Regions from separate parts of the Mus musculus genome. Here all the other regions are linked to region 2. The links are chromatin contacts, called in public HiChIP or PLAC-seq and promoter capture Hi-C maps. All regions are on one chromosome and are shown on one strand. Each heading gives the region's core, a stretch centred on a gene start, on an enhancer-like site or on the middle of the called end of the contact. The rest is flanking DNA. Distances are from core to core; before and after follow the strand shown.

Region 1 (5,427 bases), core at 838-3,337, 650 kb before region 2:
GACACAGACATTCTTACATATCTTATGCATGCTACCCCGGAAGGCCAAGCCAACCCACCTCAAACACTTTCAAAGCCCGAGACAGTGAGGAGGGTTTTGTACCCCTCAAGGAGAAGAGCAGGTTGAGAACAGCATTTCCATCCCTCTCCTCGAATACCACAGCCTCCAATGGGTTCCCAGGTTCCGCGGAGGCTACCGCAGCCGCTGCTGCAGCTGCTGCTGCCTCCCGCTCCTTGCGGGCATCCTCGATGAGACTCTGCCGCCGTCCAATGAACCTTGGGGACTGAGAGTCAAGAGACATGCCTGTATCTCCATGCTGCTGCCTCTGCTGATCCCGCCTCCAGGGCTCTGGTCAAACCACTGGGTGCCATGTAGGAGTGGAGGACTAACATGCTAATCAGTGTTCTGACAGGGCATGGTGGGTAGCTAGGGCTGGAGAGCCATGGCAGAACTGGAAAGCAGGGGCTCCTAGCTGCCATCTTCCCAAGATAGAGGTGCCCTGTCACCTACCTCCCAGGCTTAGACCTAACTGAATTAGTGATAGAGGGCTGTGACTCAGGTTGTTTTTCCTGATGTATGTGAGCAGCGCCCAGAGACTGTAGGAGCACAAAGCCTCAGACCTCATGGGGAGTGAATAGCTTGGGTGGTCCATTCAGGTAGAGAGCACTGTACACAGCTTAAACAAGCATCCTTTCCCTCCCAACTCTCTGAGAGGCTGAGCCCTGTGGACACATCATCATTGAAAAAATAAGTGGTTCTTAGCCAGGTGTCCTGTCTAGGCTGTCCTCCTACCTGGAAATAGCCCCCTCAAAATGTCTCCCCCTCCTCCCTTGTCTGAGTACCTCTGTATGGACTCCACTGGCTCTGTGTCTGCCACAGCTGTGAACCAGTATTCCTAATCCCCCAACACTCAGAACTACCTGGACTTCAGAGAGGAGAAGCCTGAACTCTAATCTGGGAGTTGAACTCCCCAAAAGGTTCTGGGTCCTGGGTTCTAGGAACGTCCTAGTCATGGGGAGAAACATGCCCTCTGGAGCCCCCTCCGGACCTCCAGCAGGACACTGTGAATACAGCCAGAGCCCCAGGCTCGCTGGGGAGAACATGAGACAGGGTGGTTCCCAGGGAGCTGAGAAGAGAGTCATGCAGCTAAGAAGTATGAAGGGGCACTTTTGACCCCACAGTTGTCCCCGGAGAAGTGCCTACAAATTAAATTTCTAAAGGTCACACTGGTTTCATTAAGGTCTCTGTCAACCCAGGGCAATAGTTAGATGGGGCCCCAAGGATAATCTGAAAGCCCTTCTTATGAGCTGATTCTCCCCCTGCCCCCGACAAAAGGGACTGTTTGATGTCTTGGTAGCATCTCCCCTTGGTCCCTGTGGCTTCCTAAGTCCTACTCTTAGGGAACACCGAAGCAGACTGGTGGAAGGTGAGAAGGGAAAAAGGAGACACAGAGATTTTCCCAGAGTTTGGGGGGCTGAAGAGGTATGGTAGAACCTGGGCCCCATTTGCACAGGACAGCATCAGGCAGACCAGCCATTTGCTGACCAGGTGTGCTCAGAAGTGTGTATTACAGGAACACCACACTCTATGACAGGCAAGGCTAGAGAACCCAAGGGAGCAGATGAGTAGGGAGGGCTACTGGGGGGACTTGGATCATGGGGCTCTCTCCCAAGACCACCCAGGGGGGATTTTCCCTTACTTCACAAAATAGGACCCACAGAAGCCTGGCACAGTGAAACAGGTCCTGGCTGTCCCTCTCGGAGTCCAGCAGGACCCAACAGAAGCATTTACCCAAGCACAGAACCAGAGCTAGGACCCAAACTAACCCTGAGACGGGATAGAACTAAGACCCACTCCAACCCTAGGTACCAGACACTGGAAAGACTCCCAGCCTGGGGTATCCACCCATTTATAGGTGCAGAAGTTGCTCCAGATACCCCTGGGTGACAGCATGTCATCCTCACCGTGACAGCCTCGGCCTGCTTGGTATCCTGCTCTGAGACGGCTCTTCTGAAGCCCTTGGGCTGTGGCGAGGAGGCGCTGGGGGTGGGCATAGTGCAAGCTGGTGGTCCCGAGTTCTGTCTCCACAGCCCTTGCCAGGCAGGCGGCCTCTTAAAGGCCAGGCTGACGTCAAAGCCCCTCTGGGTCCCCCACCTCCTACCTCCTGCGCATCCTCTCCACGCCTGCTGTGCCTGAGGGAGGCGGGGGTGGGCACAGAGCGAGGGCGACGGACGAGAGAGGCCTCCGTCCCATTAGATCTAATTGCATCCACTGTCGCAGGCACCTGCCTCTGAATCACCCTCCGCCCTAGACACGACATGAAGACAGGGGCTGGCTGGTGTTCTGGGACAGGAGACATCTAGAGCTCTCTAATCAAACCAGGGCATATGGGAGCGCCCATGCTGGATTACCCAAGGGTTCATGTTAGGAAGGCTATATATAGCCCTTGGAGACAAATAAATCTAGGAGCCCTCTCACTAGCTTTTTGGATGTCTTCAAGTCCCCTCCAGGGCACAGGCCATGTCCCCCCAGCCCATGTAACAAAGTATACTATCTACTCACTGCCCCAGTGTATGTGCTGGCACTGGGGCTGGGTCCTCAGGCAGGTCCTATGAGACACAGAATGTTTCAGAAGATTATTCCTCTATAGTGTATCTAAGACTGGCCCACTTTTGCAGGTTCGATTCCTCTGATTATCATCTCCTTGAAGACACAGCCTGCAACATGGTGCCAACCCTAGCCTTTGGCATCTCCCTAGGGTCTTCTGACCTCCCCTCCCTGGGGGGACAGACCTCTGCTTTAGTTAAGAGTATCCTGAACTCCCCCACTCACTCCCTGCATCATGGTCTCGAGCTAGAGGCAGCCCCATTCTCAGCTGGCCCCCATGTAAGGGCGCACTCAGTGATCAACTCTCCCATGGCACCCCAAGGTCTAACACCAAGGGGCCTTTTGATTTCCAGTGAGCATCCACACCCACTTACACAAAGATCCACCCTAGCTTCCTCAGCCAAGGAAACAGGATCTCTAAGGAGACCAGAGAGGGGACCTTTCTCTACTACAGGGGACTTATGCTGAGCCCATTCTATGTCCCTGGAGTCAAGTCCTTCCTTCAGGCAATGGTTCAGGACAACTGCCCAAGCCCTTCAGAGAAAGGTGTCCTCTCACTAAGGGAACTGAGGAAGAGTACCATCTTTATTCCTCTGGATACTGGAGTCTGCAGAAGTGCCAAAGGACAGAGCTCTCACCCTGAAAATGGCCACCCTGAGGTTCTGAGGACCCAGCACACTGAGTATTAGCAGGAGCCAGAAGCCTGGACTCCCCAGCCCCCACCCCGTTTAGCTCTCCCTCTGAAATCTCACTCCACCCTCTAGACAGGGCTTGGACTCTCAGGAGCCAACTGCCTGCTGTACTTACCAGACCCAGCCCTCTTCCTTCCCAGCTTTTTCACACCAGGAACCAGGAGCTCCCGCAGGCTGCCTGCCACATCACTGCCTTGCTGTGCATCCCCCACTGGCCCCCCTTCCCCCCTAGAAGCAGGATAAATGCTAAGTCAGTACAAAGGGAACACTCCCTAACCTCCCCTGCTGACCTGACCCCCACAGTTCCTGTTCCAGGAGTCTGAGGCTCTGTGATACCCAGCTTGGCGCAGCATCTCTCCTCTGCCTTCTCTGAGCAAGCTCCTGCAAATCCCATAACCCCCAGCTCAGGGACTATTTACTCTGCACTGCCTGCTCTCTCTCACTATGGACCCCTCCCCATGTTCCATGCCCCTTTCTGAACTCTTCCTGGGTCAGCAACTCTGCTGGCTTAGCCCACTCCTGTCTCAACATGCCCAGCACATCCCTGGCCTGCCTGGCATCCCAGGACTCTTCTCTGAGTGTTCTCCACAGCCCAGAAAGGGGTCACGTGGAGACATTCCCACCATGAAGGCAGAGCTGGCTGCACCTTAGCCTTCAATCCTGAGGAGTGGGGGCTGTTGCCCAAACCCAAAGGTTATCTATGCCCAGTCCCTAGGTCTGCATGCCCACCACAGGGTCCTCCTTTAGAGGGTGCTGGGGGGATTGCAGGGTGAGGCAAACCCAGGCTGGGTTCCACCCCACCCAGCCTGGCGTTTGCTCAGCTGGCACAGGGTAGGACGGAGCTGTATCTAACAAATCCTGCATAGGGGGCTGCTCTGCAGCAACACGAATGTGGATTTAACCTTTCGGCAAATGTCTTACACTGACACAAATATTGCTTTTTAATTCGTTCTCTTGTCTCGGCTGGAGGTGCTTGCAACAGAAGCTAGGTGGGGGTGGAGGACATGTGCTCTCCAGACCTTTGTCTGTGTCTGAGCTCTCTCAAGTAGCACCTGGCCTAAACTTGAAAACATGATGTCTTTGGACTCTCTTGGGAGATAACTGCTGCCACAAACTCTTGCCTCTGTCCATATCCAGCCTGATAGCACAAACCAGGCCACTGTACACTGTCTATGAAATACATATATATACACAGAGAGAGACAGCTGGTAGACCACACTGTGCCAAGATCTAAAGCATCTGTGGGCACAGAGAAGCCCTGGGCACTTTAGCTGTGTCCCATCCCCATTTGATGAGAACAACTCCAAGAGGCCCCTTAAGTCTGCCCTTGGTCAGGCTTCCAGAACTCAGCCCTGTTACCTCCTCTCAAAGCTCACCAAAAGACAAGCTGGATCTTTTAACCACTCATGGTGACTCCCACTAGGCCCTGCAGAGGAGCACCAACCTCTCCATTTCAGACAAACCTGTTCTACAGAAGGGAAATCTGAGGCCCAGAAGCACACTACTTCTCTGGATCATACAGCCAGTCTCTAGCCCAGATCCTCAGCTCCCAACACTTCTGTCTTCAAGGAAGACAGCAGGGGTGGGATTCAGGGCCCCCAGCTGCAGCTGCTAAACCTGACTTTGAAGAGGTGCACTTGAGGTCAGGGCAGGGTTGGGGAGAGACTTCTAGTTGGTGGAAGTGAGGCTTTAAAGGCTCTCCAGACAGCACACAGGCTGGAAGGCAAGCCACGGAGCCAAGAGGAGTAGCTGGGAAGCAGCCCCTAGCAGTAAAGAAAGGAGACAGAGCTGAAGCACAAGGCCAGTGCAGTGGGCCCTGCCTGCTCTGGGTTCAGATGGGTGCTGGGGGCACAGGGATGCCCCCCTCCTTCCCGAGCCCTTTGCACCCCTGTAATGCCTGTGCCATTCACAGTCATCCTGATAATTACCCTCCTCTGTCACCACAGTGATTAGGCCTGTGGAGCAGGCAACAGAAGGGGCCTTTCTCTTTCCACAGCCTCTTTCAGCACGGTGTTTAATTGCCCATAATGACAGCACACCCACTCACTGGCATCAGTGCGGCTGGTGTGGAAGCTGCTGCCTTATCCTGTATGCACCCTACTGATGTGGGGTCTCCCTGCCCAGGACA
Region 2 (5,112 bases), core at 1,510-4,009:
GAGACCTGACTGCTAGATGAAAACAAATCTATGCTACCATCAACTGTCTTCAAAATGCCTAAAAATCCATTCCAAGACTCTGCTATTTACCCATTTTTACCCACCAAAACAGGCTTACTGATCTATGATTAATAACAGGTCCCAAGTGTAGTCTACGAAGCCTCCATACTACCACTATCAGGTAGTCCCTAGCAAAGGCTGAGGGTAGAAGGAAGTCCCTGCTATTTCCCTAGTACCTTCCTCTACTTTGGCAATAGGTGCAGCAAGATGAAGATGACATCAGCTTCAATTCTAAATGCCTAAATGCACTTCATCTTTCTTGCAGTAGCGCTGGCTGGCCTTGAGCTTCCTGCTTCTACCTTTTAAGAGCTGGAATACAGATACAAGCCAACACACCCACTTACATTTCCTTTTAAGTAAACAAAAAAACCTTGTACTCACGGGCTAGAAGTCCCCAACAGCTCATTACTACTGCCTCTTTTTCAAAACAGGTCACCTGGGGCTGGATGCAAGCAGCAAAGAACTCACTGATGTGCCTATTTCACACTGAGAGTTGCCCTTAGACCTTCAGATTTAAACTACCCTTTCTTAAATTTCTAACTTATTTATGTGTATGGGTGGTTTCCCTGCTTGTCTGTGCACTACTTGCAGAGGCCAGAAGAGGCTGTTGGAACCCTGGGACTTAAGTTATAGACTATTAGAAGCCACCTTATGAGTATGGGACTCAAACCTAGGTCCTCTGCAAAAGCACACAATGATCTTAACCACCCCTAAATTAACTCTCTTGTCTAGGATTTTTTTTCTTCCAAAAACCAAAATTTTAGGTACTGGCAGTTAAATTTTTATACAAATACAACATAAACTTTTATACACAACATAAAGACAGCTAGCAGGGACAGTATACTTTCACTAACAAGAGGCAAACAGGAAAAAAAAAGTGAGATAGGATCTTGCTGTTTTTCCAAGACAGATTTTAAACAGTTCCAGAGCAGTTGGGAATCTAGGTGTATACTGCCATATCTATCTTAGCTGGGGCATTTTAAGACTCAAGTACAAAGTCAGACCAAAGTGGTGAACTACCTCATTTCTAAGAATACCACCCCTGCAGGAGATTTATTGCCCACTGGTATATTCTATATACTCAACTACACAAAGCCAAATGGCCAGCTCACAAGCCATGATTTCTGAGAAGATCCCAAAATACATACATTTTCCCCCAGAACTTTGGTAATACAATTCCAGAATTTTCAAAAAACGATAAAATCACTATTATTTTCACCAGCTATTCTATATTAACTGTGAAAAACAGTTCGGGATTTAAAGCTAAAACATCAAAATGTGTTTAAATGTTATGACACTGTGAACCAATATTGGTCAACTAAGGGGGGGGGTTGAGACCGACAACTGAGTTTTACAGCATCTACTTTAGTTAAAATGATACAGCTGTAGACTACCCGACAGGTGAACTATACTCTAGTCCTATCAAAGCCCTGCTTTCTCTGAATCTTACTGTTCATCTGAATATTTGTTTCAATACGTTATTTATTTAATAATAAACATTTATTATTAAAACTGAGCCAGATTAAATCTATTTGAATTTAGATGCAAGGTACCATCACACTTAACCTATCAGGGACTTAATTTGCAATACAGGTCGAATACTCCTATACCAAAAAAAAAAAAAAAAAAAGAAGAAGAAGAAAAGAAATCAGAACGTCCCAAAACCCACTTCTTTTCGAGCACATTTTGGATTTCCAGATTAGGTACGCTCATCTGTCAGACCTACAAATATTCCACAAACCGAACCACTTCAAAACCCAGGCGTTTCTTGCTAATGCACAGTCAGCCTGTTGCACCTACATCACGTACTATTGTGAATGAGTTAAGACACGTCAGGAGCTTAAAGGAGCCCCTGGTGTGTAGTAAGCGGAGATTAGTCACCGAGAGGAAGCAACTACTATGACAGGAAGGCGGCAGTAACTTAAAAGCATTTAACTTTTGGACCAAAAACTTAAACTTGAGTCTTTTTGCTGTGGAATATGCATATGCTCGTTACCGCAGCGCACGCGCCGGAAGCTACCGCGGAAATTCCTCCAAGAGGCAGCGAAGCAGAGTTGGAGGAAGTGCGGGCCAACTTGCCCCAAGGATACCCTCGGAAGAAGGGGTACTGCTGACGACCCTGAACCCGTTAGGGGCGCCCGGGTCTGAAGGCTCAGTGTGTGTCACTAGGCTGGCTCCGCCTCCACCGCAGGCTCAGAGAGTGAGGTCTGGCTCAGAGACCGGGGCACTGTGCGGAGAGCATGCAAAGCCCGGAAGGGCGAGGCGGCGGCCCAGTAGACCCCTTCCTTCCCAGGCGCGGTCTGAGACGAGGCGTACCCAGGCCCACCTCGCTGGGGAGGCCTTGTCCTCTCAAGGAACCGCCTGCGCCGCTTCGCGTGGGTTCTCGGGCGGCGGGAACAAAGCGCGCTGACCTTCAGCCGGGGGCGGGGCTGCACGGAGGAGGGACCGGCCCGCCATCCGCCGCCACCCGCCACCCGGACCTCTGACCCGGTCGCCGCCCGCCTCTGCTCGCCGCCATGGCGCGTCGGCCTGCCCGCGCCGCCCACTCCTCCCCGTCTCCGCCTCCTCCGCCCCAGTCCCTCGCCAGCCGCCCGCCGCGCCGTTACCCGCCAGCACCGCACCTCGCGCCTCCTGCGGCAGTGGCGCCTGTCCTAAGCTCGCTCCGGGGCTGCACCGCCGTGGTCGCCAACAAAACCACCTGCCATTGGCCGTATCGCCGGGCTCCACCCTCTGCGAGCAAAACGGGCGACGAATGGACAATAGAGCTGTTTATCAACTGCACCAGGCACTAGGAAAGGCGGTATCCAATCAAAATCTGTTGAGGGAGCACGGCGTCCAGCCTAAGCCCGCGAGCTATATGTAGTTAGAGTAGTGACGTGTGTTCCGGCGCACGCGCAGTTCGTGCTTCTTTAAAGGGGCTGCTGGGCGCGCGTGTAGGACTTTGGGCTTGTTACAACCTCTAGGGTTTGAGCTTCCTGGACCACATCGGCAACGCTCTTTCCAGATTACTTACAACTCCCTGCCTTCCCCCGGCCTGGGAAAAGCACCGCCTACTTCTCAAGGCCTTCTGACCCTCTGTCTACAGTGCCTGCCTGGCATGGGACTACCCTTCTGATAGAAAAGTTCAGCACATCTGTACTGGCTGGTTTTGTGTGTCAATTTGATACAAACTAGAGTTATCTGAAAGGAGGGAGCTTTGAGAAAATGCCTCCATAGGATCCAACTGTAAGGCATTTTCTCAATGATTGGTGGGAGAGGACCCAGCCCATTGTGGGTAGTACCACCCCTGGGCTTATTGGTGGTGTCTGTAAGAAAGCAAGCTGCACAAGCCAGTAAGCAGCACCCCTCCATGGCCTGTGCATCAGCTTCTGCCTCCAGGTTCCAGCCCTGCTTGAGTTCCTATCCTGACTTCCTTCAGTAATGAACAGCAATATAGACGTGTAAGCCAAATAAACCCTTTCCTCCCTAACTTGCTTTTTGGTCATGGTGTTTTCATTGAAGCAATAGACAACATCTGATAAGAATAAATAACTTGCTTGCAGATAATGTGTGTTTTCCTAACAAATTCTACGAACAGGGCAGTTGGAAACAAAGCTGGGTATGGTGCAACATGCATGCCTTCAATCCCAGTACTTCTGAGATAAGAGATACAGGTGACAGAATGAGCAGTTTGTCACTTCCAACTATGTAGCCAGTGTGGGGCCAGTCTGAGCAACATGCAACCCTGTCTGAAAAACAAAAACTTAAAATGAAGTGTGGTTACTGAAGGCCAGAAGGTCTACAGCATTGTTTTTCTGTATTACTTCTCTTTCATTCTTAAATTGGAACTATGTATAAACAGTTTCGCTTACAAAATTAAGGAAAGTAAATAAGCTCGTATGTTTTTACTTACATTTTTTTCTGACATACATTTTTTTTTCCTGACATTTTGATTGGTTAGTGGCTGGTTTTGCTTTTCCACGACAGGGTTTCTCTGTGTAGCCCTAGCTGTTCTGGAACTCGATCTGTAGACCAGGATGCCCTCAAACTCACAGAAATCCACCTGCCTCTGCCTCTCCGGTGCTGAGATTAAAGCCGTGCAGCAGCACCACCAGGTTTTTACTTCATTTTTATTTGGGGAGTGGATGTGGTTAAATCAGACAAGTATAGAAAATAGTTTGGTAGCCAGGGACTTATTTGGTTTGGACTACACATAATGCTTTTCTAATAATGCTCTGGGCAGTGTAAAAGTCCCCCCAACATATTTTTAAAAAAGATTTATTTATTGTATATAAGTACACTGCAGCTGTCTTCAGACACACTAGAAGAGAGCATCAGATCCCATTACAGATGGTTGTGAGCCACTATGCGGTTGCTGGAATTGAACTCAGGACCTCTGGAAGAGCAGTCAGTGCTCTTAACCGCTGAGCCATCTCTCCAGCCCAAACCCCCCTTTTTAATATTAAGTAAGACACCAGGCAGTAGTGGCACACACCTTTAATCCCAGCACTCAGGAAGAAGAGGCAGACAGATCTCTAGAAATTCAAGGCCAGCCTCGTGGGCCTGTCACAGAGTATTTCTGATCTGTACTATTCACTTTTGGATACTATTTCCTTGCTACCTTACAATCTGTGTGTATCTTTATTTCAATTCCTTGAATAAAACACTCAGACCCCAATAACTGGTAATAAGTTTAATAATGGTATTTCATTATTTATTATCTCTAAGACAGGGTCTATGTAGCCCTAGCCTGTTAACTCATAGAGATCTATCTGACTGCTTCTGCCTCCTAGGATTAAAGTTATTCACTACCATGCCTGGGTTAATAAAGCTATTTGAATACAGGCTGAAGCATAGGGATTAAGAGAGGTGCTCAGAAGGTGTGGGGGGGGAGGTCTACAGCATGACACTACTTAATTTTTTTTTAAAGATTTATTTATTATATGTAAGTATACTGTAGCTGTCTTCAGACACCCCAGAAGAGGGCATCAGATCTCATTACAGATGGTTGTGAGCCACCGTGTGGTTGCTGGGATTTGAACTCAGGACCTTTGGAAGAGCAGTCAGTGCTCT
Region 3 (5,448 bases), core at 728-3,227, 920 kb after region 2:
AAAGTCTGAAGGGCCAATTAAATTCCCTGGCATTTTACAAGGTGTTAAAGGCATAACTGTCATAAGCCCTCAATTAAAGGTCAGCTCTAGGGCCAGGGCTAAAGTTGGGTGGAGAAGCTGTCTAGCAAGGCCCAGGGTGCTCTGGAGACCTAGTACCACAATCAGTTCTTCAACCCCACCTCTGCACTCTTCTACATCTGAAGCTCCCACAAAAGCTGCTTCTCCCTCCTTCAAACTTCTGGTGACAACCTTCTCAGTCAAACAGAGAAGCAGTGTTGACTCAGGGCCTGAACTGGTGACTCACTCTGGGTGAGCCAGCAGAGGCCTGACCCCTGGTGGACGCTGGGGGAGGGGGGTGGGGGGTGGGCTGTAAGTTCTGACTGTGAGGGTCTACTGGGTGGTGAGGACTTACTGGAGCTTGGGCTACTTACTGGCAAGGCCCAGGCAGTGCAGCCAGGGCAAACCACTAGGAAGGGCTAAAGCCTCTGCTTGCTTCACTGGGCACAACAGGGAATTCCTTCTCCCTGGCCACAAGTCCCCATCCCTCACACGGACCAAGAGGAAACAAAGGAACATACCAGGCCCAAACACCTCTGCAGTGACTGGGCACACACCCAGGAGGAGGGGCGGCTGGATTCCAGGCTCCTTAGCTCCAGGAAGCAAGCTAGGCGCTTGGATTTCCATTGACCCCATTGCAAATTTCCCTCAGGTGCCCAGGCCTTTCCTCAGATGTTGGCCTCTCAGCCCAGTCCTGAGGACTAGAGACCAATGCTGGAACCCGGCTGCTCAGCCTTACCAACTTCCTACAGGTCCTTGGACCCTCATAATTCCACTGGGTTCTGGAACCCCAGGCTCCCCAGGCCCACCAGCTTCCCCCAGGCCCTCATCATTCCACTAGATTCTAGAAGCAAAGTCCCCTTACCCCCACCAGCATCTCCCAGGCCTCAGGTCTACATTCTTTTCCCAGGTTCTGGTACTCTGACTACCACAGACCCATAATTATGCACTCTGACCTAGAACACCCCAAACCGACTTAGCACTTCATCCTGGGTTCCTGCTCTGAAACCCCACCCCTTTCTTTATGTCCAAAATTCCTAGGGCCTGTGTCCTAGGGCCCGCCCCCTCAGAGCCAGACCGGCTGTGCACCCCTAGCTACTCCACAAATGACGGGATGAACGGCTCAGCATTGGTGTCCGAAACCTCCGATCCTTGCCCAATACCCGGGGCTCCGACGTCCCCATCCAGACCCTGCGACCCGGGACTTTGAGCCTCCAATCCTGGCCCTACACCCCGAATCCCGAATCCCAGCGCCACACCACAACCCCAACCCCCCGATTTCGGACCCACACCGCGAACCCTTGGCCTTGACTCTGCACCCCGGTTCCCCCTCCTAGCACTGCACTCCAACCCCCGATCCTAGCCCTGCAGCCCGGGTCCCGACGCCCGACCCCAGCCACACACCCCAAGTCACAATCCCGGCCCCACACCGCGAACACCGGGTTTTGGCCTGGAATCCTGACTCAGGGGTCCCAGCCCTACACTCCGAGGCCTCGACCAACAGATCCTGGCCCTGCACCCCTGGGCCCCGACCCTGCCCCGCACTCGGATCACCTGGGCCCAGTCCAGACCCTGTACCCCAACCTCCCGTCCAGGCCCGGCACCCTGACAACTCATCATCCCACACCCTTCCTGTCCCCCAGCAGCTCTCTAGGACGCCCATCCCCCGCTCACCGCACCAGCAGGGTCCACCAGGCTCCCGCCGCGCCCCGCCGCTCCCTGTGCCCGCTCACTTCCGGTTCCGCGGAGGCGGGGCCGCATCCGGGGCCACGCAAGATCCCGCCCTATTCCAGGCCGTCCCCGCCCCGTATTCCTGTTAGCTGATCAAGAAAGCAGGATACACAGTTCCAGGACTCATAGGCAGCTCGGCCGCCAGTCAGCTGCGGAGATCCGATTTAGAAACACCCGTCAAGCCCTGTCCAACACACATTCACCCTCAACCCAGCTTCCAACCATGTATCCACCCTGCAACTCTCTACCCACGCATGGATCTACACAGCATCATTCACTCCCCTGTCAATCTTCTACCCACCAATCCACCAATCTGTCCTTCTGCCCATCTACCCATACACCCACTCATCTAGCCATACATCTGTTCATCCATTCTTCCATCTATCTGCTTCCTATTGTGATCAAAAAACTGAACCCTGTCTCGAAAAACAAACAAAACAAAACAAAACAAAAAGAACTGATCAAATACAGCTTGGGGAGAAAACTGCTTATTTGGCTCATAAATTATAGTCCATCACTGAGGGAAGGAAGTTAGAACAGGAACTCAGGCAGGGCAGGAACTGAAACAGAGACTATGAAGGAGTGCTGCATACTGGCTTGCTCAGCCTTTCTTTCACATCCCAGGTCTACCAGTGTAAGGGTGGCAACCCACAACGGTGGGTTGGGCCCTTCTGAATCAATCAGTAACCAAGAAAATGCCCCCACAGACTAGCCTACAGGCCAGTCTGATGGCAATTCATCAACTGAGGTTTCCTCTTCCAAGATTACTCTAGTGTCAAGTTGACAAAAACTAACCAACATGTCACCTATACACCCATGTGTCAACCATCCATCTACTTATCTATCCATCCACTCATCTATCTGTCCTAGTTGACATTAACTGTCAACTTGAAACAGCCTAGAATCACATTTTTTTTTAAAAAAATCTCAAATGTGTACTTGTCTTATTTAGGTTATTCTGTGGGCATGATTGTCTTGATACAGGAGGGCCAACCCACTGTGGTCCATCCCTAGACAGGTGTCCTGGACTGTATAACAAAGCTAGCTAATAAGGCAGCGGCCAAGTGGATCACTTAGAGGCCAGTCTGGTCCTGATCAGCCAAGTGAGGGATTCTGTCTCTCCTGCCCCCCTCTCCAGAAGGAGGAGGAGGAGAAAGGAGATGAAAGAGGGAGGTTAGGGATGTAATTCAGTGGTAGAGTGCCTGTCTAGTATGTACAGGGCCCTGGTACCAACCTTAGCACCACAAGGCAGAAAACAAAAGGCTAAACTGTCAAAATTTATGAATAGATCAGGAAGGAAAAAGAGATGTCAGGTGTCAGAGGAGAATGTTCCCATGTGTGTGTGCACAATTCACATGTAAGTGTGCATTCAACTGCATGAGCACACATACAGAGGTCCAAGGACACATTCTGGCATCTTCCTCAGGAAGGCCACTCACTGCTTGAGACAGGATCTCTCTGGCCTGCAGTTCATCCACTAGGCTAAGCTGGCTGGTCAGCAGGCCCCAGAGATCCTCCTGTCTTTGCTTCTCTGCTGAGGGGATTGCAAATGTGCACCACTCCACCCACCATCCTCTCATTGGTTCTGAGGATCACACTCAGTCCCTCATGCCTGCAGAGCAAACACCCAGCCATCTCCTAGCATAGGGTAGTTGTTGTTGTTCTTGTTGTTTTAGTAAAACCATGGTCTCAAGTGTTTTGTTAAATAAAAACTACAGGCATCATTTTATACTAAGTACCTAAACCGTGCCCAACAAGTGGGGTCAGTCACTTAAGCTAAGTTCCACGTACCCAAGCTGAAAAGCCAAGCTCTATTCTTGAACCAGGGACAGTGGTGTGTGCCTGAGTCCCTGTGATGGGGCACCTGAGACAGGAAGATGGCTTTTGCCTGAGCACCATAGTTGAGAACTCACCTCCAAACCAGAGATTTGTTTACCCTTCTGAGAAGAGGTAGCAGCTAGAAAATCAGTAACTTCCAAATCACACAAGGACCCCCCTCTTGCTGTAACTCTCACATGGGAACAGCTTAGAATCAGAGGTGCAGGTCAGTGAGATGGCTCAGTGGGTAAAGGTGCCTGCCACCAAGCCTGACAACCTGAGTTCAATGCTAGTAAAATAAGTAGCCCACTGTGTGTCTTGGTTTCTTCAAACTATTCACTGGGGTGTACCTCAAAACTACCACCAAACAAACAACACAGCCTTCTCCCCTCAGCTCCAAAGAACTACTGACTCAACAAAGTGCTGCTATATTCTAGACTCAAAGTCAATTAAGATCCATCAACTAATGAATAATTTGCCCCCATAATATTCACAAAAGCCTGAGGTCAGAAGAACAAGTGAACAGTGTTTTCTGGCCACAGCAGAACTGCTGTACTCAAGAACTCCTAACAGCTGTAGTTGCTGGCACAAGATTAAGCCAATCAACATCCCAGAATGGACTGGGGATGGGGCTCCCACCACTAGCTCAGGAGCTATTGGCAGTTGATAGCTGCTGGAGGGGGTAAGACTGGTTTTGTTGATGGTATGGTTCCTGGTAGGTCAAGTAAGCATGCACACCCATCCACCCACCCACCGAGCCATACATCCACCTATGCAGCCCTCAGTCCATCCATTTACCTCCTCGGGGCTGGGATTCCCAGTGCACACCTCTGTTTGGCTTTTTCTGTGGGTGCTGGGGACTCAGGCCTCAGGTTTGTCCTGTAATCACTACTGGCAGAGCCATCTCCCTAGCCACCGCCTAGCCTCCCACATAGATCTTATTTGATTCAATAATGACGAAAGGAGTAAGATTTTCAGTCTTTTAAAGAAGTGGAAGTAAGTTGATTTGCAAGTATGGATCGTCTGTCTTTGAGGCCAAACAGTTTGTATCCTCCAAAGCTCAGCCCGAAGAGACCAGCGGTTTCAGGAATGAACCAGGAGCCCTGGAATGCAGAACAGGAAAGGCAGTGCACAAAGGTGCTGGGAGCTATTGGCCACTTCTCTGGAGTACAGGGGGATGGTGGGGGTGGGGGTAGGGGTGGAGACAGGCAGAGTGAAGGCAGGTCAGAGTCTGTTAGCAGATTTCCCAGCCTGCAGAGGCATGGAACAATAAGAAGCTCAAAGCAAGGGTAAAGATTTTATTGACCTTAGTGGAAGAAATAAGGGGTTTTGGGGTGAGAACAAATGTCTTGTATATATTTCAGCAAAATTGTTTGGTAGCTTGTAGCTTTGCTTCCCATGGTACTGTAGTACAAGAAGGCTAGGAGAAATACACTTTGTGGTGGTAATGACCTGCAGCGTTCCCATACCTGTCTCTTGCATCGTTTTTCTATTTTCCCCATAGTCAGCTTCACTTCACCCTCGGAGGACTGTGTGACTTCGTATCAATACACAGAGGTCCCTGAACCTCTGAAAGGAGGCAACTCTGAAGATACCTGGCTCTTAGTCTAGTGACACTAATGTCAGCTTCTGGACCAATTGTGCTGTGAAGATGTTAAGCCAGGCTTAGTGGTGCAGGCCTGTGACTCTAGCCTTAGGAAGACTGAAGCAAGAAGATGACAGTTCTAGGCCAGCCTGAGTTATACAGCCAGCTCTTGTTTAAAACAAAACAAAACCAGGCAGGAGCAGTAGTGCACATCTTTAATTCCCACATTAGGGAGGGAAGCAGAAGCAAGTGGAGCT
Region 4 (5,232 bases), core at 1,337-3,836, 870 kb before region 2:
AACCCCATAGCACTAGTCCACCACATTTCCTGAAAAGCTTGACTCGCCCCACAAGGCCCAAGGACCCAAAGATTTTTGTTCCCTTTACCCGTGACTCATATGCCCTCCAGAAAGTTTGTGGCACTTGAACAGTAGGGTACCCTATCTGCTACCCTACCCAAGACCCTGGGGAGTTCCATAGAATGACCCCAGGCTCCTCCTTCTTTCTTCTTTTGGGTCCAGTGTCTATCCATCCACTCATCCATTATGTTCATTTCTGGCCTTCCTTTTTCAGGGGGATGGCTGGCTATGGCCTTGTGACATTTCTCTAGGTGGGGCTGTGGTATTGTCACAGAGAGGGGGTGACCAGGAAGGGTTCTTAGCACTGCTGGAGGAGGCTTCCCAGCCAACAAGTACCAGCAAGGAGGCCTATGTCTAGTTCAGAGACTTGCCACCCTGGTTCTGGGTGGAGCTTTGAGGAACAGATGGGTTTGGCTTGGGTGGCAGGCAGGTTGGCCAGCCCTTGTGGCAACCAGGATCACCCTAGGCCCCTAAGCTCTCATCTGCCGGACAGGTGGCACCCAACTGGGCTCAGAGTGTGAAAGAGAGGCACTCTGTTGAGATTTCCCAAAGATCTAGCTGTTTTGTGGCTTTTCTTTAGAACTGAGAATATTTCTAGGGGACTACCAAGCAGTTAGGTTCAAGGAACCTATCTAGCTGGAAGGAGGGGCTGAGAAGTGGTAGGAGGCCCCAACCCTAGGTCTTCCTCATGGCCACCTTGCTTAGAACTCACAACTGGTCATTTTTGAGAAGTGGAGTTCTGGCTCATGCCCAGGGCTTATGGGATCCCTTCAGTACGTCATCCTACCCATGTGGGATGCCTGTCTTCTTCTGAGCACTAAGAGTCACTTGGATAGTCTGAGAGCAGCTGGGGCTATTCTCTGTCCTCCCAGAGCTGGGATAATCTCTTTGAAAATGCCTTCCATGGCCTTCCAGCTCAAGGTCCCAAGCCTCTCTTTCTACCCATTCAGGGAGTCCTTCTAAAATAGCTATGGAAAAAGAACTCAGGAAGGCTAGATGGGAACTGTTGTTGGAATATTTTGGTCCTCTTTCTTATAAAAGTTCTCTGGGGCCCTTGAGGATCCAAGGCTATAGAGCAATAAATTATCAGCTCCTAGCTGCCATCACCCATGCCTTCCAAAGACCTCTAGCTCTTCTCTATCCAGCTAGAAGCATCAGGGGTGGGGGTCATGATCCTCCCGGACAACTCAGGGTGGGGGTTATGGGCTACCTGACGGTATTGGTTATCTTGGGGAAAGGAACTGTCTATGTTCCAGGTTTGGTCTAACAGGTACCTGTGGGAGGTGCCCAGGGAGCCAGGAGAAAACTGGGGATGCAGAGGGAACCAAAGAAGTCTTGGGTAGATCTTTTAGGGGCTATTGTGGCTAGGCAGATAGATAGATTAAGCTGTGGCTACCCTACCAGCCCCACTCATGTCTCCTGGTCCCACATATGCACATGCACATACACACACAACTTGTGCTCATTCAAAGGTTTTATTCATTGCAGAGGGGTAGGCTGGGTAGTGGTGGGTCTAGTTGCAGTAGTTCTCCAGCTGGTAGAGGGAGCAGATGCTGGTGCAGCACTGATCTACAATGCCACGCTTCTGCTGGGCCACCTCCAGTGCCAAGGTCTGAAGGTCACCTGCTCCCGGGCCTCCACCCAGCTCCAGTTGTGCCACTGCCAGGGAGGTTGTGTCAGAGCAGGCCAGGGCATCAGCAGCACAGAAGCAAAGACACATAGGAAAATCCAGTCAGGAGTAGCTGAGCAACCTCCTACTACCCCAGGTTTTCTCGCCCCTTAACCCCTGCAGGTGGCAGGGGTTGCATGCCTGTGGGACAAGTCACTGGTCATGGATGGACACATGGGCCTCTAAAGCCTACTCATCTTCAGTCAGTGCAGTGCTCTATGAGGGCCCTAAATAGGTACCTATCCTGGGATCTAGTCACATGTCCCAAGTTACTACCACCAAGGACCCCTTAAGGCAGGATTCTTACTCATTCCTGGCAGCTGCCATGTTTACATATGTCTAGCTTCCCCCAGAAACGTGTCCCCACTCCCTGGTTATCCCGAGACCCTCCACACCTAGGACACAATTTACAATGTCCCAAGTGTGAAGAAAACCAGGGTAGTTAGCACTGGGGACAGAATTCAGTGGCAGAACTCACCTTGTGGGTCCTCCACTTCACGGCGGGACATGGGTGTGTAGAAGAAGCCACGCTCCCCACACACCAGGTAGAGAGCCTCCACCAGGTGGGAACCACAAAGGTGCTGCTTGACAAAAGCCTGGGTGGGGTGGGACTCCCAGAGGAAGAGCAGGGCCAGCAGGGGCAGGAAGCGCATCCACAGGGCCATGTTGAAACAATAACCTGGAAGATAGGCTGGGTTGAGGATAGCAAAAGTTTCACGTAAGAGAGGAGGCTATATCCTACCTCAAGTCCCTGAGGTCTTAGCTGGGGAGCCAGGCCCACTGAGAAGAGTACCTTCCTGCTTGCTGATGGTTTTTGATTGTAGCGGATCACTTAGGGCTGGTGGTTACTGGGTCCCCACTACCTTTATAGACCAAAGCACCTCCTCTCTGCCCCCTGGACTTTGCTGTTTGACCCATTAAGGGCTCCAGGTGGGGTAGGTCAGCAGATGGCCAGAGGGGCTGAAGCTGCAGTTTCCAAACACTTCCCTGGTGCTAGGTCTGCAGAAAGCGCTCATTGGACGTCAACACCTCTACTTAGTCCTAGGGTAATTAGAGTCTTAACAAGGGGCCCTGATGGCCTGATGAACCAGTTCACAGCAGGGGACATTGTTCCAGAGTGGGTGATGCTTTCTTTGTCCTTGGCTGAGCATTTTTCCACATCATTCCCCAGGAAGTTGCAGTTGGGGACCTAGTATCTTTGTCCCTTGGACTGTTTCACAGTTCCAATTGATAGCTGGGTTCTTAACTCAGCCGAGTCCCCAGCTCTCTCTCAGAGGTAGAAGGAAAGCAGAATTCAGGCAGCAAGGCACTTAATGGTCCCTCCTCCTCTATCTCTCTTTCCATATCCCACTTGGGGGTCAGCTGAGCTGAAGCCCTGTGGTACATCCTCCTGCAGTATCCAATAACAAGATAAGCACCTGAAGGCCAGCAAGTCTCCATATGTAATACTTGCTTCAGAGCTCAAAGCCAGCTGTCTCCATCTGTTAGTGCATGCTCTATTCCAGCTACAAAACCTTTCTCAGCCTCCGCTTGGAGTGGTTGGGGGTTCCTTGACTCTTTCTGTTCCTGATTTGGCACTGTCCTGTTTCCTAGGCAACCAGCAAAAACACTTGGTGCCTTGTGTGAACTAGAACTCTACCCTCCGCAAGGCTTTACAGACACTAGACCCGAATTGTGGGTCCCTTGCTCTCTGCTCCTTGTCCCCCAGAAAGTGCTGCAGACATTCACACTCTGGGTACCTGGGAGACTCCAGTGGACCTACTGTAGCAGAAGATATTTGAATGCAAGAGGAGAGCAGGTGAAGAGCTCAGGCAGGATGGGGTAAGAAGATCAGGGCAGTGTGGAGGGGTGTCCTCAGGACCATAGTGAGGCCAGAGGGCCTTGCTGAGGGTCTCACTGGGGATCCAACCTCCTTGGGAGCTTTTTCTTTTGAGAAAGGAGCTTTGTGGTGTAGCTAGGCTGGTCTTAAACTCAGTCAGTCTTTTTGCCTCAGTCTCCCAAGTTGAGCTATATACCACCACTTCTGGCTCTCCTTGGGAACTTAAAAAGGCTTAAGGTCTTCTTTATGTTTTTTTTTTCTGTGATATTTAAATTCTTTCGGAGGTCTCAGTGACACACAGGGACAACCCTGAGCATCCCCACAGGACTTTAAGGCCTCCGCAGGACCATCATGTAAGCTCAAGACTCTCCGGCGTCTCCATGAGGAATGACACATAGCTTGTATCTTAAAGGAGTTCATGGATACACTAACGCTGCAACAGGCTTACCCCACCCCAAGGTTGCTTACAGTCTATTTTCAGGGTCTCCCTGCGGCTTAAGGCTTCACGTGGCTCAGCAGCAACGCCACCTCCCCATTTCTCTCCCCCATGAGAGTTTCACTGTGGCTCTGGGCTCTCCCTAGAGTCTCAGCTGAACAGATGCCTTTCCCAGAGTCTCTTTGAGGTTTTAGGGTACCCTTGAAGGCAAGGGCTCCCAGAGACAGCTTCAGTTTCTCAGTGGGGTTAAGACCTTCTCTAGGCACTTTTGGAGCTTACAATCTTCCTCAGAGTCTCATCATGGTCCTGCCATATCACCACTCTTTCAAACTCTTACAGTTTCCCCAGGGTACTAAAGGGACTTAGGTTTTCTCCAGATGTTAGTGAAACCCAGTCTGCTTGGGAACTCAGCAGGGTTCACACTGCCTCCCTGGCTCTCATCCAAAGTCATGGCATTCCTGTGGATCTCAAGGGATCTTAGGACCCTCTATAGGACCTCAATGGGCCTCACTGATTTCCCAAGATCTTAAAAGGACTTAACTCTTTCTGTCTTACTTAGTGCCTTTCAAATCCCTGTGAACGAATCTCCCCAAAGAAGCAACTTTGGGAAGGAGAGGTTTTATTTCAGCTCATGGTCCATCATGGAACAGAAGTCATGGTGGCTGAAGTTGGTCTGTCTGTGGAAGCAGAAGCTTGCAGAGATGCTGGCCAGGAATCAGAGTCAGACCGGAAACAGGGCTGGCTGGCCTATAACCCTAACCCTCACTCTTATGGCCCTTTATGTATCAATCAGCTAGGCCCCATGTATAAAAGGTTTCACAATCTCCCAGAACAGCACCACATGTTAGAGACCAAGTGTTCAAACATACAAGTCTATTGGGGAAGTCTCACACTCAAGCCATCACACCAGGGGCTCAGTTAACCCTAAGACCTCTCCCATGGTTGCTGTGGGGTCCACACTATCTCCCAAAGTCTCAAAGGAACAGAGAACCAGAGATCTCAGTGTGGTGTACTGCTTTGAGAAGGGTCTCAGCACAGTCCCCTGTGTTCTCTGGGTTTTTAGAGGATCTTATTCTCTGTCCCATGGTCCCAGATTCTTAATGATGTCCATACCTTCTCTGGGCACTCAGCAAGGTTCATGGCTCTCACTAGTATCTCATGATTCATGGACTTCCCCAGAGCCCTAAGCACCTAAAGCCTTGACATTTCAGTGGTGTTAAGGACTTCCCTTGGGTCTCAGAAAAGGCC
Region 5 (5,352 bases), core at 1,340-3,839, 580 kb before region 2:
CTAGAGTAGGCACCCAATACCTTTGTATCCACCCATGCAATACAGGTCTCGAGAGAAATCTGGGCTAGTACTATCCACCCCAGCTTAGACCGCACCTGGGGAACAAGGGTGAGACAGATGCAAGGTTGAGAAGGTACAAGGCACTGCAAACACCAATGAAAAACAACTTTTATAGAATAGTACACTTTGCAACAGCAGGGTTCCCACACTGGCCAAACATCAGCGTCAGTATAGGCTTCAGAAGAGGAAGAAGGGTGCAGCCAGGCATCTTGCCCTCAGGGCCCAACCGGTCCACACTTTGGCCAGGTTGGAAAGTTCTAGACAGTGGGGGTGAGGGACAGAGGTCATCTTTATTGTGCTCCAAGCTTAAGGATCCTTTGTATAAAAATAATTCTTCATATTTTCAGTAGAGTCCTACAACAGTTCAAGTTAATTGATAAAAAGTAGATTGTCATTGTAAAAATCTTTATCCTGAGAAATTTCCAAGTCCTGATGCTGCAAGGTCCGGAAGATGGAAGATGTCATTCCGCGGCGTGGAGGCCGAGCAGAGGTCAGTCAGCACTTGGCATTTGGTCAGGCTGCACTAGACAGCATGGGTAAGGCATAGGCCCAGGTTTCTTGGGCTAGAAGCAGGTAGGTCCACCAGGAGTCACCCAGGGATGCAGCTGTGAAGAAGATAAAAGGTGTCAATGTGTACGGACACCGCCCCACCTCCCAAGGCGCAGTAGGCAGTTTCGTTTGCTTGATTAGTTTTGGAGTCTCAACTCATGGGTGCCTCGATCCGCTCAGAGGCGCCGACGGGGGCGGGGCGCACGCTCAGAACCTGCCCGCCGTGACTCAGGGGCCCGCTCCAGCCGACTCACTCCGCACCCCGGCCTAGGACGCGATTTGCAATGCAAACTCACCCCGCCTCCAGCACCCGACTCGGCCAGGCTCTGACAGCACTGGGACCTCGCCGGCCCGGCCCTGAGGCCGCTCCCCTCCCCTGGCCTCCCCTTCCCCCACCCACAGCAGAGCTCTGAGAGGAAGTTTTGCAATCCCGGACAAACAAACGCCGGTCTTGCTCAGGCTTGAAAAAGGTTGAGGAAAAATGAAGCGTGCGCGAAATCCAAGTGATCGCCCCAGCTGAGTCCTGGCTGCACAGGGTCCCCGTGGCGCTAAGTGTCAGGCCCGCCCACCACGTGTCTCCCTTACTGCTTCGCCTCCCCGCCGTCCTGGAACTTACCTTAGGGGGGTGGGATGCTCAGTAGCCCCCTAACCAACTGGAAAAGTCAAGCAGCTCCTGCTCCATCGGGCTTAGCTCTCCCTCGCAGCTGCTTTCCTCCGACGAGTAGGCGGAGCGCGGGGAGGTAGGCTCAGAGCAGCCCAGGCGGTCCGGGGACGGAGACGTAGAGGCGCAGGACAGAGACGCGCTGGCAGGGGAGGCAGAGGGCTGCGCGCACTCATCGGACGGCGGAGTAGCGGGTGTTAACAGCCCCCCAGCGAGCGCGGCACGCACCGCGTCGTGCTCTGCGAGCAGCCGCTGCAGCGCACGAATGTACTCTACCGCGGAGCGCAGCGTCTCCACCTTACTCAGCTTCTTGTTGGCGCCGCCGTGCGGCACGTGCTGCCGCAGCGCCTGGAAGCCCAAGTTTACCAGCTTTACGCGGTTGCGCTCGCGCTCATTGCGGCGTGCCACGGCAGCCGAGCTGCTGCTGGCCTCGGTTGCTCCAGATCGCCGCCGCCGGCTGCAGCGCAGCAATTCCGGAGACGCTTGTCTCCGCCGAGCAGCGCAGGCTCCAGCGACTCCAGACGAGGTGGGCATGAGTCTGGGCAGCGCGCCGCCGTCCATCAAGCTTGCATTCAGCCCCTGGGCCCCTGCTACGAGTTCTGGTGCGGCACAGGAAAAGTGCTCGCGAGGAACCGGGTGCGGTGGGAAGTGGACGTTTGCACCTTCACGGGCCTCAGGCAGGGCACTGCTGCAGGACTCCCTAGGGCACGCGTCGCTGGCCTCCTGCAGTCCTGGGACCCCGTACCAGTCAAGGTCTGAAAGAGTAGGGAAGCGTGGTACTCTCGTGTCCCGCGCGTGCTGTCAGGCGCTCCCCAAGTCTCCCTTTACGCGGCTCAAGCGGCTCCTTTTTTTTAAAAAGTATAGATAACTCTCCTCCGCCCGCCACCGCCTCCTTTCTCACGCCCTCCTTCCTTCGCCTCGCCCTCCCGCCACGCTTCACCCTCCCCTTGGCGTACACATTCTGCAAAGCTGACACCGTGCGCTTCCACCCCCACCCCTCCCGGGTGCAGTTCATGGCCTACTGACGTGCTTCCATGCTCCGGGCAGATGCTTAGCTTATTGCGTCCTCGAAAAATCCTCGAGTGCAGATCCCGAACTGCGCTCCGCAGGTCCCGCACACTCAGGGGCTGAGAGAGGGTCCGAGAGAGGGTCCGAATGTACTCTACAGGCACCTCCACCCGTCCTGGTGCTCAGCCCTTAAGCCCCAAGAGCTGCCAGGTCTCCGCACACCTAGCGCTTGCAGCCGGATGAAGAACCGGACCAAGCTTTGCGGTGACCAAGAGGTAGGAGGCAGAAGAGCGCGACCCCCTAGGGTAGCACGAGCCTCAAACCCGCACCCACGTCCCTCCCCCTGGCGGAGGAGGCGGGAGCCGGGGTCTCAGCCAATCTGGGATCGCCCGTTTGGCCAATGACAATTGGCGCGGTCCTATGCCGGGGCCAGAAGGAAGCGTACGCCTGGCGCGTGGCTCCAGAGATGGGGGAGTGTCTCGCACAAGGCTCCACGCCCACTCCGCCCCACCCTGCTCCTCCACCAGGACCCGGTGTCCACGCATTGCAGGAGCACACCTGTGCCCCTTGAGTGTGAGAAGGGCTTGAGGAGTGGTTCAGACCAGTAATGGGAAATTTCATGTTCCTGGGCACCTGTACCCATTTAGCCCCTCATGCACACCCCATGCCTCTGTGTTTTCAAGAATCCCCAGGACCGGTTGCCCTGACCTGAGAGAATACAATCAAGTCCACTCCTTTCTCACACTGTCACCCATCTGCACCTTACAGCCAGCTCTCCAAGTCTGGGTCTCTTTTCCTAATGGTGAATCTACCCAGACTAGTTTTTGTTCGGTTCCTGGACTTTTTGTTCAATAACACTTCTTCGGATTCCAGCAGACCTCTCAGTCCCATCCTTCCCCTGAGGCCGGTGGAGGGAAGGTTGAAGGGGAAGGGAAATGCACTGACCTTGTCAAAGTCTCAGTTTTGCCCCATTGTCCCAGAAGTGTGCTCTCAAGGCCGTAGCAAGCCCAATTTTTCCCTCAAAGGACTAGGTAGGTGCTTGGGAGCCAAGCAAGACCTATAGGGTTCAAGTGGTCTATCCTGTGGGTAGTAACCTGGAGTTACTTTCTTTGTAAATATCCGACTGGGGGAGGGCTACCAAAACCAGGCTTCTCTCTGCTTTCGCACTGCCTTGGAGCATGTACTGCCAGTGTGGGGCTGCCTGCAGGTTCCATGACTCTCCAGGATTCGTCAAGGCTGTATCATCCTAATCCAGCCTTTTGATAACCTTGCTGTGGGAAGTGGGCAGTGAGTCGAAATTTCCCGGGTGTCTGCTAAGAGCACTTGGATAAGTCTAGTCACTTCTCTGCTGTTTGGAGCAATCCAGTTGGTCTGGGGAGATTGTTAAGTAAAGCACTTGCTGTGCAAGTGTGAGGACCTGAGTTCAAATCCTCAGAACCCATAGAAACCCAAGATGCCAAGAAGAGAATTCCTTCAAACTTCCAGGCCAGCTAGCCCCAGGACTGCAATAATGAACAACAACGTCTATCTTAAACAGGCTGGAAGGGAAGGACCAACATCCAAGATATCCTCCAACCTCCATACACACTGCTGTGCTCATCCTTGCACACGCAAGCATGCACACATATACAGAAGAGATGGAAACAGTTTGTATCCTGGTGCCCTGAGGAGGTTTGATCTGCAAACCCTCACTGTACGGAGACCACTGCTGCCCTGTTTCCTCCCTGCCTTTCCCTAAGTTGTTTTTTGTACTTTTCCTCCATTTAGGGGTGGTGGTGGGAGAGTCTCCTGAAGCTTAGGTTAGCCCTTAATTCACTACATAGCTAAGGATGACTGTGAACTTCAGAACGTCTATCTTCTTCTTATATCTCCAGATAGATTATAGGCATGCACCGTCACACTCATTGTATGTGATGCTGGAGATGGAACCCAGGGCTTCATATATGATACATGCTAGACAATGTGGTGCATTCTAGGCAATCTAGCAACTTAGGTACATCACCGTGTGTCTGTGTGTGTGTCTGTGTGTGTGTGTGTGTGTGTGTGTGTGTGTGTGTGTGTGTGTAAAGACTCACGACTCTTTCAGGGGTCTCACCATATTTCCTTCCTCTCAGGCTGGTACATACCCTACTTCTATAAAGCCAGCATCTCATCCTACTCAGCACCTTTCCCACCTTGGCCCCTCCCCCATCCTGGCCCTCGTACTTTCTGCAAGCCCAACCTACCTTCCTCAGCTTAAAGGTGACAGTTCCCTAGGGATTGGCGTCTCCCTAGGTGTGCCCCTTCATTTCTTAACTTCACGTACCCACATCCTCTAACCATCCTGGTGGCAGTTCTCTTGCTCCAGAAGCAGTTCTCCCCTGATCATAAGAGTTTCATACATCTCTTTTGGGGGGCTTGGGCTCTGGCTCTATCCTTAGCCATGTGATCTTCATTTAAATGTTTTGAAACAGCCAGATGTCCATCAACAGACAAATGGATGGATAAAGCATGAACTGACTCAGAAGGAAATATTGTTCAGCCAAGAGAAGAAATAAAACACTGACTGGCATCATGGTGTTGGTAGACATGAGTGAGTGAAAGAAGGAAAAACCGAAAGACCACATATTACATGATGTCATTTACAAGAACTGTCCAGAACAGGCCAATCCACAGAGACAGAAATAGACACGGGGACAAGAATGAGGGGGAGGTACTGGCTACAGGGTATGAATTTCCTTTTAATCACAATGTTCTAAGGAGCTTGGGGAAATGGCTCAGCAGATAAAGTGCTTGCCATGCAAGCACAGTGGCCTGAAGTTGAATCCCCAGAACCCATGTAAAGCCTGGCATGGGAACACATTCCTGTAACCTCAGCATTGCTATGACACAATGGGAGACGGAGACGACACTCACTGTAAGCTCAAGGGTCAGTTAGCTTAGAATACACAACAACAACAGAGAGACCTTGTCTCAGAAAGGTAGCAGGCAAGGACTGATATTCTGGAGAATCTGATCTCCACACAATCTGGACAATTGGCTATGGCACATACATGCACACAAGCTGACTATGCTACAGTTTACATGGCTGTGGT

The links. Promoter capture Hi-C pulls out the DNA fragments that hold promoters and counts their contacts. HiChIP or PLAC-seq counts read pairs in DNA pulled down with a chosen protein or histone mark.
Region 1: a contact with region 2 is called in an H3K4me3 HiChIP or PLAC-seq map of craniofacial prominence, with 4 times the contacts expected there. The contact joins the promoter of Th here to the promoter of Nap1l4 in region 2. A contact is called at or near these places in 1 of 39 promoter capture datasets (maxillary cranial neural crest), 1 of 115 datasets of contacts at active chromatin or transcription factors (craniofacial prominence) and 1 of 9 other capture datasets (adipose tissue).
Region 3: an H3K27ac HiChIP or PLAC-seq map of embryonic stem cells shows a contact between it and region 2, with 6 times the contacts expected there. The contact joins the promoter of Cttn here to the promoter of Nap1l4 in region 2. A contact is called at or near these places in 2 of 39 promoter capture datasets (embryonic stem cells and liver), 6 of 115 datasets of contacts at active chromatin or transcription factors (bone marrow-derived macrophages, embryonic stem cells and extraembryonic endoderm stem cells) and 2 of 9 other capture datasets (embryonic stem cells and pancreatic islet).
Region 4: a promoter capture Hi-C map of hippocampal neurons shows a contact between it and region 2, with 2.3 times the contacts expected there. The contact joins the promoter of Ins2 here to the promoter of Nap1l4 in region 2.
Region 5: a contact with region 2 is called in a promoter capture Hi-C map of second pharyngeal arch cranial neural crest, with 5 times the contacts expected there. The contact joins the promoter of Ascl2 here to the promoter of Nap1l4 in region 2. A contact is called at or near these places in 5 of 39 promoter capture datasets (embryonic stem cells, hippocampal neurons, liver and 2 more) and 2 of 9 other capture datasets (adipose tissue and pancreatic islet).

Annotation. Positions count from the first base shown.
Region 1 is chr7:142,897,908-142,903,334 of GRCm38.p6, forward strand. It overlaps Th (tyrosine hydroxylase), which reads right to left and starts at 2,088. Exons shown (of 13, transcript NM_009377.2): 1 at 1,965-2,088; 2 at 59-283. The coding sequence starts at 2,054.
Region 2 is chr7:143,546,361-143,551,472 of GRCm38.p6, forward strand. Nap1l4 (nucleosome assembly protein 1-like 4) reads right to left here and starts at 2,760. Exons shown (of 16, transcript NM_008672.3): 1 at 2,682-2,760.
Region 3 is chr7:144,468,958-144,474,405 of GRCm38.p6, forward strand. It overlaps Cttn (cortactin), which reads right to left and starts at 1,978. Exons shown (of 18, transcript NM_007803.5): 1 at 1,732-1,978.
Region 4 is chr7:142,677,140-142,682,371 of GRCm38.p6, forward strand. Ins2 (insulin II) reads right to left here and starts at 2,587. Exons shown (of 3, transcript NM_001185083.2): 1 at 2,523-2,587; 2 at 2,208-2,408; 3 at 1,517-1,719. The coding sequence starts at 2,394. The coding sequence ends at 1,574.
Region 5 is chr7:142,966,675-142,972,026 of GRCm38.p6, forward strand. Ascl2 (achaete-scute family bHLH transcription factor 2) reads right to left here and starts at 2,590. Exons shown (of 3, transcript NM_008554.3): 1 at 2,297-2,590; 2 at 1,226-2,025; 3 at 148-665. The coding sequence starts at 2,306. The coding sequence ends at 1,244.